5 separate regions of the Mus musculus genome follow, and regions 2, 3, 4 and 5 are each linked to region 1. A link is a contact called in public HiChIP or PLAC-seq, Micro-C and promoter capture Hi-C data. All regions are on one chromosome and are shown on one strand. Each heading gives the region's core, a stretch centred on a gene start, on an enhancer-like site or on the middle of the called end of the contact. The rest is flanking DNA. Distances are from core to core; before and after follow the strand shown. Region 1 holds the start of Tmem42 (transmembrane protein 42). Region 2 holds the start of Fyco1 (FYVE and coiled-coil domain containing 1). Region 3 holds the start of Ano10 (anoctamin 10). Region 4 holds the start of Lztfl1 (leucine zipper transcription factor-like 1). Region 5 holds the start of Slc6a20a (solute carrier family 6 (neurotransmitter transporter), member 20A).

Region 1 (2,616 bases), core at 39-2,538:
CTCCAAACCCCAGTAATCCATCCTTTTATTTCATCCACAAAACCACCCGCATGAGAAGCAAGGTAGCATGTAAGAATGTCCATGAAAAAGCTCTTTAACAGGGAATAAAGTGTTTCTTCCAAGCCCCATACATTAAATATTATTTGTATTTTATATATCAACAAAACAAGTTTTGCTGTGTAGCCCTGGCTATGTAGAGCTATTTAGAGCAGGCTGTTCTCGGACTCACAGAGATCCACTTGCCTCTGCTTCCTCATGTGTACCAACCACCACACTTAGCTCACGTTATACACTTCTACAGCTCTCCTTTAAGGAAATGTATCCCTAACATATATCCATACACACTGCCATTGACTGAATTCAGGATTTTTCATGTATTATGGAAGCACTGAGCTATAACCCCAACTCTCCTTTATTACAAAAACAAAAACTTTTTGAGAGTCTCAAAAAGTCCTTGGCTTGCTTAGTACCTCTCTGTTGGTCAGGCTGGCCTCAAACTCAGTAATTCTACCTCAGCTTCAGAAGTGCTAGGATTACGGGTGTGTGCCACCATGCCTGGCTGCCAGCCCTCTCAAGTGAGACAATGTCTCCCTAAGTTGCTCAGGATGACCATTAACTGCCTCAGCATCCTAAGCATCTGGAATTACCGACAGTAGATGACATTTTACGGTTTGTTTGGGTTTTTTTTTTTTTTGGTTGTTTTTTCAATTTTTTTGTCGTTCTCAATTACTTTACACGAACTTAGAAGTGACTGTGCTTCTGATGGTCCAGGCAGAACAAACGTTTTCCCAAACAACGTTCTGTCTCAAGCGGCCGGTCTCCAGATCCATCATCTCCTGCGTCCACGAGGGAGCAGAGGTGCTTTGAAGGTGCAGCTTGGCTTCAGGATTAGCATGTTAGGTGCGCATCCATGTAAAGTGGCAGACCTCCCCGTCTTCTCAGAAGCAGGTTCCCCTTGACTGCAGGGCTCTTTCAGAAACAAGGTTACTTCCGCCGCAGGTTCTCCTCGGAGATAAACTCCCCTCCTCCCCAAGTTCACGTCAGCAGATTCCTCTCTCACAGTAGGTACCTCTCGGTAGCACGCTTCCTTCAGTGGCGCACGGTCCTCGCTACCGGATTCCCATCCCCCAGGTTCGCCGGAGCCGCAGGCTCTCCTTAGTCGCGGGTTTGCACACGCTGCAGGGTATGGGCTCCAGATTCCTTTCATTTGTAGGCTCGGCTCGGCTCGGCTCCGGACTCCACTGCAGCAGATTCGCCTCACTCGCCTGGCTCCGCCCTAGCCGGGCTCACGGCGGGTGGCGGCGTGCGTGGCAGTCGGCCGTGGCGGGCGCAGCGGGCCTCATGGCGGCCGGTCCGCAGTCCTCGGGTGCCGCCGTGTCTGCGGCCGCTTACCCTGACTCACCCGTGGAGTTACCCGCTCGCCTACAGAAAGGCGCGATGCGGCGCCGCTTCTGGGGCGTGTTCAACTGTCTGTGCGCCGGGGCGTTCGGGGCTCTGGCCGCCGCCGCCGCCAAGCTGGCCTTCGGGAGCCAGGTGCAGCCCGGGGCGCCACGCGGGGGCGGGGCGGGGGGAGGGCGGGGCGGGGGGAGGGCGGGGCGGGGGGAGGGCGGGGCGGGGGAGGGCGGGGCGGGGCGGGGAGGAGGGCGGCTTAACCTGGGTTCCCGCCTGCGCCCATGTTGGACCACCTGGTTTTAGGCACTGCCTCCTGGGGGAGGACCTCGAAGCCCACCTCTCAGTTTAAGTCCCCTTGCCATAGCTTTTTTAGCACGTGACACCTAAGGTGAGATAACCGGTTGCCCATCTCTTCCTGTCCTTGGCAAGAGTTCGGACTGAGCGCCTGCGGAGCTTCTGCATCAGAGAATTCGATCCTGACCTGAACAGGGGACTGCTTGATATAGATTTCTGGCGACTTACAGTCCTTTTGTAAAGTCATATCTTTCCAGAAGGCTACTCAGCTACAAGAAATTTGAGGTCTTCGTGGAAGATAACCCTGCCCCCTGTCTGCAGGCAAATTCCTCTGCCTATCAGTCAGGGTCCGCATATGCTTTGTATGAGACGTGTAAACATCTCCCAGTCTTTCAAGGTTATGCCCATGGTGGTTGTAGCTCAGTGACACTTTCTCCTGCAGGTCAATATTGGCTTATGTGTCTTAGGCATCGTTGCCATGGCAAGCGCCAATTCTCTGATGTGGACCTTCTTTAGCCGGGGCCTCAGTTTCTCTATGTCTTCAGCCATTGCATCTGTCACAGTGACTTTCTCGAACATACTTTGCTCGGTGAGTAGCCTGGTGACCTTGTTCTTAGGGTTCTTGGTGAGTTAGTTGTCCTTGGGAAACCCCTGATTTTCCAGGCTCTAGAAAGGACAGGGAGTAAAACAAAAGTTGGGCTGTCTCCAGGCAAGGAACAGTTAAACATGGAAAACTTAGGAGTGAAACCTATGTCACTCTGGGATAACACCAGCTATCTCAATCAAGAACTCTAACATTAGCTATGGGGTCTAGGGGGTCTGGTCAAGGGAACCCAGTCTTGAATTGGAAGACAGCTTAACTTGGGTTTATGATTACTGGGTACTAGCTATGTCCGTACTGGCCCTACCTGCTAGCCTGCTGAGCCTCAG
Region 2 (2,616 bases), core at 88-2,587, 830 kb after region 1:
AAGAACACACACACACACACACACACACACACACACACACGGTACTGCAGGACTCTGTATACGTTATCTATTTTCTTAATAAAATAAACAATTTTCAAGAAGTGATACACAAATATGAACATTAAACAAACAGATAAATTCTGTCTCCTAAAGCTATAGTTTTTTTTGTTTTTGTTTTTGTTTTTTTCAGATCCTTTTAGGTAAAGGAGGCTGACAGTCAGCCCTGGGCTGATTTCCAGGATAACAATCCTGGCCCATAATCAGTATTCTGCATTTCAACACAGCAGAACTGGTTGTCATAGACCGAGAGTGTCGGGGCAGCCAGGAGGTTGCAAAACTAAAAGTAGAAACCCACAGCTCCCTTCCCCCAACCCAGCAACAGCAGCAAGCAGATGGCAGAGGAATTAACCTGCTTCAGACCACCATTGCTGAGAGAGGCTGTAAGTAGATTAAGTCCTGAGCCTCTGCCCCATTTCTGTCTGGAAAGGAAACCACCTGTGTTAAGTCAAACAATCATAGGGACAGAAAGAAACAAGTGCTGTTTTTTCTGCAGGAGACAGCCCAGCCGTGGGAACTTTGCAGAGTGACACAGAGAATCATAGCATTAATAGGAAGCTACTTGACTTGGCTTAAGTGTCAACTACATGTTCTCTTCTTTTATGCAAATAGGATGTCGCTCCGCCCTGCCCCCCATCCGCAGCCCAAGCCTGGGTGCCAACAGGACAAGCTACCACACCAGATACATTCAGTCGTCCTACAGGTGTTTCCAGAAACTTGACCGCAGAGCCCCCTTGAACTATCTGAGCATAAGGGCAGCGGGTCAGGTCAGCGAAGATACAAAAGGAACAAACTGTGTCTCCTGGACCGAAGGGGCGTCAGGAGTCCTGCAGAGAGGAGGGTTTGGCTTTCTGGGGATCAAGTCCCAGTGCCCGCGAGAACTTCGGGGTTTGGCTGCTGTGCCAGGGGTTCGGGGAGAGCTGCCGAAGCTCCGCCTCACAGGGCGGCCCCCTTCTGCCGGCTCCGATCTTGGAACAGTGTTGAGGGTCTTTCTACGACCCCGCAGACAGCCTGCGTATTGGAGCTAACCTCTCTGGAGAGAGGGTTCTCCCGAGGCGCCCTGTGTGGGAGGGGACGACCCACGCCCCCACGAAGCTTCCGCGCCGACGTCCAGAAAGGCCCCAGTGTCCCCGATGCCTGTCCGGGCGCCTGCGGCACTTACACGCTCGTGGGTCCTCCGCTGGGCAGAAACGAAACTTTCTAGGGCCGAGCGGAAGAGTAGGCGAGCACAGAGCCGACTGCCATGAAGCGCCCAGTAGCCCCAGAGCGCGCGCGGACTACAACTCCCGGCATGCCTCACGGATGGCCTACAACTCCCGGCATGCTTCACGGATGGCCTACAACTCCCGGCATGCTTCACGGATGGCCTACAACTCCCGGCATGCTTCACGGATGGCCTACAACTCCCGGCATGCTTCACGGATGGCCTACAACTCCCATCGGGTGCAACTGGACGGTGGACGCTAACTACGACTCCCGGCATGTCTCACGGCAGACGTCACTTCCTGAAACTCGAACAAGCTTCGGATACCCGGAAGTCGTGTGTAGAATCCTGAACGAGTGCTGTTTACTGTTGTTAAGCTCATGCATTGTGACCGATTGGCTTTGAACTGTGCATGAGCTGTAAATATAAAATAATGTGCCCGATTCCGAAACCCCCCAAACAATCTGAGAATAATCTCATTAGTATTTTTGTACTATTACGTTTTATTTATGAAGCTAAAAAAAAATGAACTTAGTATGTACTGCTGGACCTAAGTTCTCAGTTTTTGTTTCCCCCTCATTAACAGACACTTAAAAAACAGTGTTTGAAAATATGTGCTAAAGAACTACCATGCTTAGCTTCCTCAGTCCCGTGTTTGCTTGTTGCTGAGTTGCAAAGCACCCTGAAGCCTGGTGCAATAGAACACTGCATTCCAAGTCCAGTATGGATGAACATGCTAAAGACAGGGGACAGTACATAGGAATGTCAGCCCATGATTAGGTTCGCTTCTTAGCTCTGGCTGGCTCCTCACACTGCCTTATTTTCATCATGTTAGCTAGAAATGCTTGTGTACCTTACAGGACTTAGCTAATAGTGGCATCTGCCAGACTTCAGCATTCCAGGTTCTCAGGATAAATTCATACAGGAAGGAAAAGAAATCTTTTAAGTTAATTTCATATTTTATACTGGAGGTATATGAGACAACATATTAACTTGATGGAGTTGTCAGTTTGTGGATGAGGATAAAAAAAACCTCACGAAGAGAAATGATTCCCCTTTCTGTTAACAAAGGAAAACAAAAAAAAGGGAAGAAGTGGGAGGAAATGACATCAGAAATAAAGATTTATCAATAGAGTGAACTAAGAAAAACTTGCTCTGACTACAGCCTGAACAGCTTTGGGATGTTAAGATTGAGAGTGTGAGGCATGTGGAAGACAACCTTGTGAAGGAATATGTGGGGTGGAGAGCACTGTGCCACAGAGTCCTGATCTGCTGTACATGGTGTCAGATCTAAGATGGCTCCCGGGACACCAGTGAGACAGCAAAAAGGAACTAAGGTCAAGACAGTGGCTGCT
Region 3 (2,616 bases), core at 67-2,566, 730 kb before region 1:
CATACACACACGCACACGCAACCACACTACAGTCTATCCAAATGCACACTCGTTACAGTTTACCAGGCCTTGTCTATGCCTGTCTGATATTCTGCATCTCTCATTTCTCATCAAGAGGACCTAAATTTGGACTCCAGCACGCAGTAGAGTGCTTCTGTAATCCCAACTCCAGGTGATATGGGAGACAGAGACAGTAAAACCCTAAGAAGCCATAGGGCTGAATGGCCTGGAACAGGCAGCACAGCAGCAAAAATGAAAAGACACAAAGACATCCTATCTCAAACACGGTGGGAGGCAAGGGCCCACACCTGTGTCCTCTGTCCTGTACAAGCCTGTGTGTATCCGTTTGCCTGCACTCACAATAACACGAACGCACAGACAAAAATTTTTAAAAACCAAAAACCAAACCAAAGCAAACCAAAACAAAAAAACCCCAGAAAACAAAACTATATGCCTAGTAAAGTCACAGCCTCTTTGTCTGTGTGAGTGCCCTCGGACGTTCATGCCAGGTAAACAGCAAGCATCTCCCTCCCAGTTTACCCTGGTTAAGGGATGCACGGTTGCATTTAAAATTGTTTAAAGACAGAAAGAGTCCTTAGAAATATCTAGTCCTCTAAGGTTACTGTGACTTTAAATGGAAACCAGGCCACTCACAGTGCACCTGAAACTTTTAAAACTGCCGGGATTCGATTACAACATCAGGGTTTAAGGGATTGCGATTCAACTGTGGAGTGGGAACAAACTTGAAGAGACTTCAGTCAGACCGTCTACGCACCGCCTCAGCTATGGGAAAGAACAAACAGGGTTTCGGGTAGGGACAGGGCTCTGCACCCTTCACTGGAGTCATGCGACACCTATCACGGAAAGCGCACAATGGGCCCGGTCAGAAACCTCAGACCGGATCTGTTCACAACCCTAGAGAGACCGCGAGGTGTGACACAATCAAGGCTACCGGGCACCTTCCCCGAAGTGTCAATCAGAGCAGCCCGACACCCCGGGATCCCATGGTCAGTCAGAGACGGCCCTGCTCCAGGCCTGACGCAAATCCAGAGCCGGCCGACATCCCCCTGCCTCCGCCGGCTTTCACACCCTTGCGGATCTCCAGCCCTGACCAGTGCTTCCGTGGCTCTTTCCCTGTCGCGGGGGGGGAGCATCCCCAGCGGGCCCACCACACGGACTGCGCCCCTCCCCACTCACCGGCCGCCCACGCGGCGTCCTCGGGGACCGCGGGAGCGGGGAGAACCAGGCCCGCGGCGCTAAGGCGGACTGGATACACGACCGGGGCGTGGCGCCTTGGCCGACAGGAGGCGTCAACGACCGGGAGGGGCGGGGCCTTCCGGCTGTCACTCGGCGTGGGGGGCGGGATCACCGTGAAAGGGGCGGTGCCTTAACAGTTGTAAGTCCCGAGGAAGGGGGGCGGAGGTGTCAGAGTGAAGCTTCACTGGCTGACCCTCGGGAGAGGGGTGGGGCCGCGACGGAAGGGGCGGGGCCATGAAGGTTCTCATTTTGGTGGGATGTGGTGGTGCTGCATGGGCGTGGCCTCATCAGCTGTCGTTGTAGAGAGACATGTTAAAGGCGGGGCTGTGGCGAGTGGGGTGGGGCTTGGGTTGCTGTCACTCACGGCAGAAAGGGAGCCTCATCCGGAGGGGTGGGGCCTCGCTAGCGGTCCTCGTGGTGGTATGGGTGCGGGCTGGGTCTTGGCTTTGCTGGGTAGGGAATGGAAGGGAAAGGATAAGGCTCCTTACGCTTTCCTTTTCTTAATCTCTTAGACCAGAATCCAGACACCTGCCCACCTCTACCCTCTACCGTCTAGCCTCCACCCTCCACACCCTTCCAGTTTTTGCCTTCCTCCAGGGGACAAGGCCTTCACCCCAACCCCTGGGGGTGTTCCGGTTTGGAGGTTGTCCTCCTAGCCCCCTCTCTGCCTTAAGGAGCAATTCTTGGCTGGTTTTCAGCAGAATTCTGAAGCTCTCTTCTCTCTGAAAACCAAGGCAAATCTTTCAGAACTTTAACAATTAGAGTCAATTGACGACTCAGGAGACTTGTGGGTTTCAGTTGGAGAGTTCCAATTTTCTCAGCCCCTGAACTTACATTCATCCTTGCATATAACTTCATTCTTTGGTATCTGATTGGAAATGTTTGAAATTTTTTGAAAAACAATCATTTTAATGGAATATCTATTAAATCCTTTTTGCTCAGATAGTCTTTATACTGGAGATTAAACCCAGGGCCTTGTGCATCCTAGGGAAGAGATTATCCCAGCCCTCTTGGGAGTAATCTTATCACAGCTGAATTAACAAAATTTAGTTAAGCTGTGTTGGTGGCCCACACTTTTGTAGTCTCAGATACTCAGCAGACTGAGGCTGGAAGATCACTTGAACTGAGGAACTAGAGACCAGCCTGAGCAATGTAGTGAATCTCCATCTCAAAGCAAAGTACAAGATGTGAGCCTGAGTCATGGTGCCATGCCACTTAGTTTTTGTGAACCTGACACACCAATAGTTGCCTGAGAGGAAATCACATTAAGGAACAGCCTCCATCAGACTGGCCTTTGAGCTTGTGTGTTGGGGGGGAGGGGGGGTAGGGAGGAGCATTCTCTTGATGATGTGGGAGGGC
Region 4 (2,616 bases), core at 83-2,582, 700 kb after region 1:
GGAGGCAGAGGCATAGATAGGCAAAGGCAAGTGAATCTGAGTTCAAGGTCAGGCTGGACTACAGAGAGGATTCCAATATAGACAGGACTAAACAGAGAAACCCTGTCTTGAAACAGCAACAACAAAAACTGTCTTCTAGACATGACAGAACTGCTGGCCTAGAAACTCACAACTGTGGTCACCTGCACAAAGGTGCCAATCAACAATCCAGCACAGAGACGGGGAGGGGTTTATGAGATCGCACTTCTAGCTGAGCAGTTACTGACGGCTGAAGATTTATGAAGGGCAGAGAGACAGTTTCTTTTAAGAGTGTGGCCCAAGGAAGGTGATGGTCCCACACACATGAGTATATGTGCAGCATAAATTGGACTAGGTAGGCTTAAAAAAAACAGGACAGGAAGTAAACAATAATTCTGGAAGATGCTAGGGGATTTAAAATACATTGTATGAATGTATAAAATCTTTAAAGGATAATTTTTTTTAAAAAAGAGTGAGCTTATTGCTTAAAGTGTTTATTTTATGTGCATTGTTTGACAAATCATCTACACCCGGTTTCCAAGTGTTATCACAATGACATAAAAGAGTAAGAACACAAACAAGTACTAACTTTTTTGTGAAGCCACTAGCGTAATTTTTTTTTTTTTTTCGTTTTTGACATCAGAAGCAGGACCAGTTCCTAGCTCAGGATGGTTTAAGAAATGGTCTGTTTTGTTTAGATGTATACAAAGTGACACTTACTAGGAATTGATTGCTGGGATATGTCAGCAACCCACTTGAGCTTCACTTTCAATAACTTCTCTATGCCCAGCTATTTAAATTAATTGTACGATGAAAGGTTGGATGGACTGGCGTTTTCGCTTCAGTTTTATCTGTCTCAAAGTAAGCCCGAACTCTAATACCCAAATGGTCGTCAGACGTCCAAACAAAGAAAACAGCACCGATAATTAGTCAGTTGTAAAATCAGGTGCTTCAGAAAATTAGATTCAACCAAGTTCACACAGAAAGTTGGAACCAGCCCGTCATTCTTCACCCTGGCAAATGTGTGCGGCTGTGTCGGCCAGGGCTTCCCAGACCACAGCCAAGGACGAGGCGACAAGGCCGGAGGAAGGCTTCAGCAAGAAGCTGTCCCCGCGGCTCGGCCGACGTGACTCCCTCCCCGGCGAGGCCCCGCTCGCTCGCTCGCTCGCTCGCCCTCCGCACCCCGGCTGGGCCTCTCCCGACCAGGACACTCACCATGGTGGCGGCGGATCCGACAGGAAACAGGGAGGCCGGCACCGGGGCCTGAGGAACGGAGGTTGTTTAGAAGCCGCGCGTTGCCAATGGGAACGGAGACACGTGGGCCCTCGCTTGCACGCTATCATTGGCTCTCAGTGTCACGTGACGGATGATGTTGCGTAACTGGCTAATTTCCGCGGGTACATTGGCTTTGAGATCCGGAAGTCCCACCTTTTCTTGCCACGCTAACCTGGGGCGGTGCCTGCCGTTGCCAATGGCAACAGAGAAATTTCCGGTCGGGGGTGGGGGGGGGGAGCTGAGCAGCGCCTTAGGTGCCAGCGTGTTTGCCTACAATCAGGACAGAAGTTGGGCTTTGGCACCGGGATCCAGAGCTGGTGGTTCCAGACCTCTGAGAAGAACAGGCTGAGTGAACAGGGCTTCAGCGTGACTGCATCCGGCTATCAAGCTCATGCTGGCCCTGGTGCACGCCCTTCCTCCATCTGCATTGTTTTATAACGCTGGCAGAAGAGAATAACTTTACCTTTTTGGAAAAAAAATGTGCAAAAACATAGGTTTATATAGAGTAGTGAATTAGAGAGACAAACACTAGATTCGCCAGGAGAAGGTTGTGGAATAACGTCCTGATCTCCCTGGCGGAAGTTTTCACTTATGAAGTCTAACTTGAGTCATTAGAATCTTCAAGTTTTGGGATAGGTAAAGATCCTTTCCAAATCTGTTGGTGATCTTTTTGTCTTATTGACGGTGTCTTTTGCCTTGCAGAAGCTTTGCAATTTTATGAGGTCCTATTTATTGATTCTCGATCTTACAGCGCAAGCCACTGCTGTTCTATTCAGGAATTTTTCCCCTGTACCCATATCTTCGAGGCTTTTCCCTACTTTCTCCTCTATAAGTTTCACTGTCTCTGGTTTTATGTGAAGTTCCTTGATCCACTTAGATTTGACCTTAGTACAAGGAGATAGGAATGGATCAATTCGCAATCTTCTACATGATAACAGCCAGTTGTGCCAGCACCATTTGTTGAAAAATGCTGTCTTTTTTCCACTGGATGGTTTTAGCTCCCTTGTCAAAGATCAAGTGACCATAGGTGTGTGGGTTCATCTCTGGGTCTTCAATTCTGTTCCATTGGTCTACTTGTCTGTCGCTATACCAGTACCATGCAGTTTTTATCACAATTGCTCTGTAGTACAGCTTTAGGTCGGGCATAGCAAACACAGAAGTGGATGCTCACAGTCAGCTATTGAATGGACCACAGGGCCCCCAATGGAGGAACTAGAGAAAGCACCCAAGGAACTAAAGGGAACTGCAACCCTATAGGTGGAACAACAATATGAACTAACCAGTACCCCGGAGCTCTTGTCTCTAGCTGCATATGTAGCAGAA
Region 5 (2,616 bases), core at 75-2,574, 660 kb after region 1:
CTGATTAGCTTTCTCTCCACCCATACACAAACACATGCTATTAGATCTCTCCTCCCATGTATACACAAACATGCTGTTAGGTAAATAAGAGCCACCCAGAAAACTATTGATAACACTTGAAATTTTTTTTTCATTTTCCTTTTCTCTGAATGGTTTTAAGCACAAGTGCTTAAAAATGTTTTACAGTTTTGAATATGACTTCACCTGCCTCCACTTATCACATGATAACACTATTAAGATAAAATTCTATTAAAACTTTACCTTTATGGCTGCCAAGGATGTTCCACAACTTACTGAACCAATATTTTTTTTTTTTCTGAATGGCTTAGCAAGTTTCTCACATTTTGATCTTATTAAAGGCGGTAGCCATGCTATTTTCTGTCTCTGTTCATATGCTGCGTTTTCCTTTAGATGAGGTTTTAGAAAATGGAATTGAAGAGGGAGGTTTTTATGCTGAGACTTACTTCCTTCATGCCATACTGACCCCAGAACGGTACTTGGACTTCGGAAAGTCCCAGTCCCAGAGTTCTCAGCTCTTTTCCCTGCTTTAGCGGGTGCAGGGTGAGGTGTCTGTCCCACCCTTAACCCCCAGTTTCTCCCCTAGGTCAGAGGAAACATTTATAAAAACAAAACAGCAGAACCAAGAAACTAATTCTCCGGGCACGGAATTATTTGTTTTTCCCTCCTGTGATTCCAAGCCCAAACTAAGTCTTCACATCTACAAACCGATCCTTTTTATTAAGAAAAAGTAAAAGAAATCGCTCACGATCCGTTTGACTGGTGTTTCAACTTGCGGTCGGGAACTTAAATTTCGGAACTGCAAGTTGCACGACAAGTTCCTGATAAACAATTTAGTGTCCTCTTTCACACCTCTGTAGACGGCACCGCACCTTTCCTCCCGGGACAGCAGGTTCCCCGCCGGCGCCGCCCTGCACCTGCTGGAGCCACAGTTCGGACTCGGGACCGCGAGGGTCAATTTCTTAGGGCGACAGTCCCCGCGCCGCGGCGTTCTCGGTTACAGGGGCCACCCGCCCTTGAACTTGAAGCGCGTGGGACCGAACACTTGGCCGAGCTGGGGTGTTCGGGACAGAACGCCACCCCGAGCGGAGGCTCGCGGGCCGGAATGCCACCGCCGCTCGGCGTCCAGGCACCCGGCGGTCCCGCCTGTGCGCACTCACCTCCGCCGTACATCTGGCACAGGTAAGGGAAGCGCCACACGTTGCCCAAACCCACGGCGTAGGAGATGCAGGCGAACACGAACTGCAGCGGATGGCCCCACTGAGGCCGTGCCTTCTCCATGTCCCGAGCTCGCTGCTCCCCGTCAGGGCCTGGTCTCTGGCCGCCGCCGCTCGCCCGCCTTTTAATTGCTAATCTCATTAACGCGCGCGCGGGGCGAGGCCGGTGAGTGGGGAACGGTGAGCCCCACCCTAGCCTCGGCGGGCGGGGAAGGCGCCCCTCCTTGGCCCTGCGTGTGGACTTCAGAGCTCGGGGAAAGGATCATGTTTCCTCAACTTCTTACTGATTAATCGATGACAATACTATATGCCTGGCACTGCTGTGCTGCGGGAAGACACAGCAACCCCACCCCTCCAGGGCTCACATTCAGGTGGCGGGAACATTTAAATACCACGGAGTGACTCGTTCTTAACTTCTTTTGACCCACTGGGGTAATTTCCTTTAATTAATACCACCCAGTTCACCTAAGTCGGTGATGCAGGGGCAATTTAGGTAAAGCAGAGAGAGAGACAAGTCCTAGAGACAGACAGGGATCCAGGACTTCCCAGAGGAGAGATGACTTTTGCACAGAGAGGGTGGGTGTGGAGATTCAGAGGCAGATCACTCTCCTAGCACTTCTGAGACCCTGAGTTTGATCCTAGCACACATGGGAGACTTAAGGGTCTCCAACTACCGGCCCTTGCCTGCACCTGTAGTGTGGGCAGAATCAGGTTTTGAACAGCTGCCTTGAGGCCAATGGGAGTCAGAGATTCTCTTCCCTGGGCCAGGTGGAAACCCAAGAATTCTCATGTTTTTGCCAGTCCAACAAGAAGATATAAATGAACCTAACTCAGTAAAGTTTGGTACAGTGATGCAGGATCTGTTGTTTGCGTCTATATTCCACCACAGACTAAATTCTGTGACTTGGCAAGCCATTTAACATCTTTGACCTTGTTTCATCTGTAATAGAAAAAAAATCTGCCCCAACCTATCCTAGGACTTTTAACCTTAAAACAGTAAAGAAAGCAAAGTCACAACACAGTGGAAGAAACTCTAGATTCTTAAGCTTTAGTATATATATATATACTAAATATATATATTTCCTGCATCCTCCTATGTCTAGTTCCAGTCTTGTTGGTGGACATTTGTGTTGTCCAGTTTGTGGCTACTATGAATAGAACCAAAGTGAACATTCTAATATGGCAGGTAGATGGACTATTAGGAACTTTGGGACTATGTGCGGCATCAAAAAATATCAGTTCACATTCTCATTAATCCCAGCTGCTCTGCATCTTTACTGTCATTCCACAGACTGTTTTTTGTTTTAACAAAGCAAAACAAAAACAAGCATTTATTGGGACCAGGTGCCATGGCATGAGTGGAGGTCAGAGGTCAGAGCAA

The links. Promoter capture Hi-C pulls out the DNA fragments that hold promoters and counts their contacts. Hi-C and Micro-C count contacts between places; a contact is called where the count stands out from the background. HiChIP or PLAC-seq counts read pairs in DNA pulled down with a chosen protein or histone mark.
Region 2: a contact with region 1 is called in a promoter capture Hi-C map of pre-B cells, with 2.8 times the contacts expected there. The contact joins the promoter of Fyco1 here to the promoter of Tmem42 in region 1. A contact is called at or near these places in 4 of 39 promoter capture datasets (cranial neural crest, erythroid cells, hippocampal neurons and 1 more) and 1 of 9 other capture datasets (adipose tissue).
Region 3: a contact with region 1 is called in an HNF4G HiChIP or PLAC-seq map of pancreatic cancer cells. The contact joins the promoter of Ano10 here to the promoter of Tmem42 in region 1. A contact is called at or near these places in 1 of 39 promoter capture datasets (liver), 1 of 115 datasets of contacts at active chromatin or transcription factors (pancreatic cancer cells) and 1 of 9 other capture datasets (pancreatic islet).
Region 4: a contact with region 1 is called in a Micro-C map of embryonic stem cells, with 9 times the contacts expected there. The contact joins the promoter of Lztfl1 here to the promoter of Tmem42 in region 1. A contact is called at or near these places in 1 of 39 promoter capture datasets (liver) and 1 of 484 Hi-C or Micro-C datasets (embryonic stem cells).
Region 5: a contact with region 1 is called in a promoter capture Hi-C map of erythroid cells, with 9 times the contacts expected there. The contact joins the promoter of Slc6a20a here to the promoter of Tmem42 in region 1.

What each region holds. Positions count from the first base shown.
Region 1 is chr9:123,020,038-123,022,653 of GRCm38.p6, forward strand. It overlaps Tmem42 (transmembrane protein 42), which reads left to right and starts at 1,289. Exons shown (of 3, transcript NM_025339.4): 1 at 1,289-1,533; 2 at 2,129-2,275. The coding sequence starts at 1,342.
Region 2 is chr9:123,850,562-123,853,177 of GRCm38.p6, forward strand. It overlaps Fyco1 (FYVE and coiled-coil domain containing 1), which reads right to left and starts at 1,338. Exons shown (of 18, transcript NM_001110253.2): 1 at 1,220-1,338. Xcr1 (chemokine (C motif) receptor 1) reads right to left here. Exons shown (of 2, transcript NM_011798.4): 2 at 1,754-2,616. Gm51700 (a long non-coding RNA gene) reads left to right here. Exons shown (of 2, transcript XR_003948283.1): 1 at 1-440; 2 at 670-1,402.
Region 3 is chr9:122,293,107-122,295,722 of GRCm38.p6, forward strand. It overlaps Ano10 (anoctamin 10), which reads right to left and starts at 1,317. Exons shown (of 13, transcript NM_133979.3): 1 at 1,198-1,317.
Region 4 is chr9:123,716,293-123,718,908 of GRCm38.p6, forward strand. Lztfl1 (leucine zipper transcription factor-like 1) reads right to left here and starts at 1,333. Exons shown (of 10, transcript NM_033322.3): 1 at 1,234-1,333. The coding sequence starts at 1,236.
Region 5 is chr9:123,677,508-123,680,123 of GRCm38.p6, forward strand. It overlaps Slc6a20a (solute carrier family 6 (neurotransmitter transporter), member 20A), which reads right to left and starts at 1,325. Exons shown (of 11, transcript NM_139142.2): 1 at 1,179-1,325. The coding sequence starts at 1,299.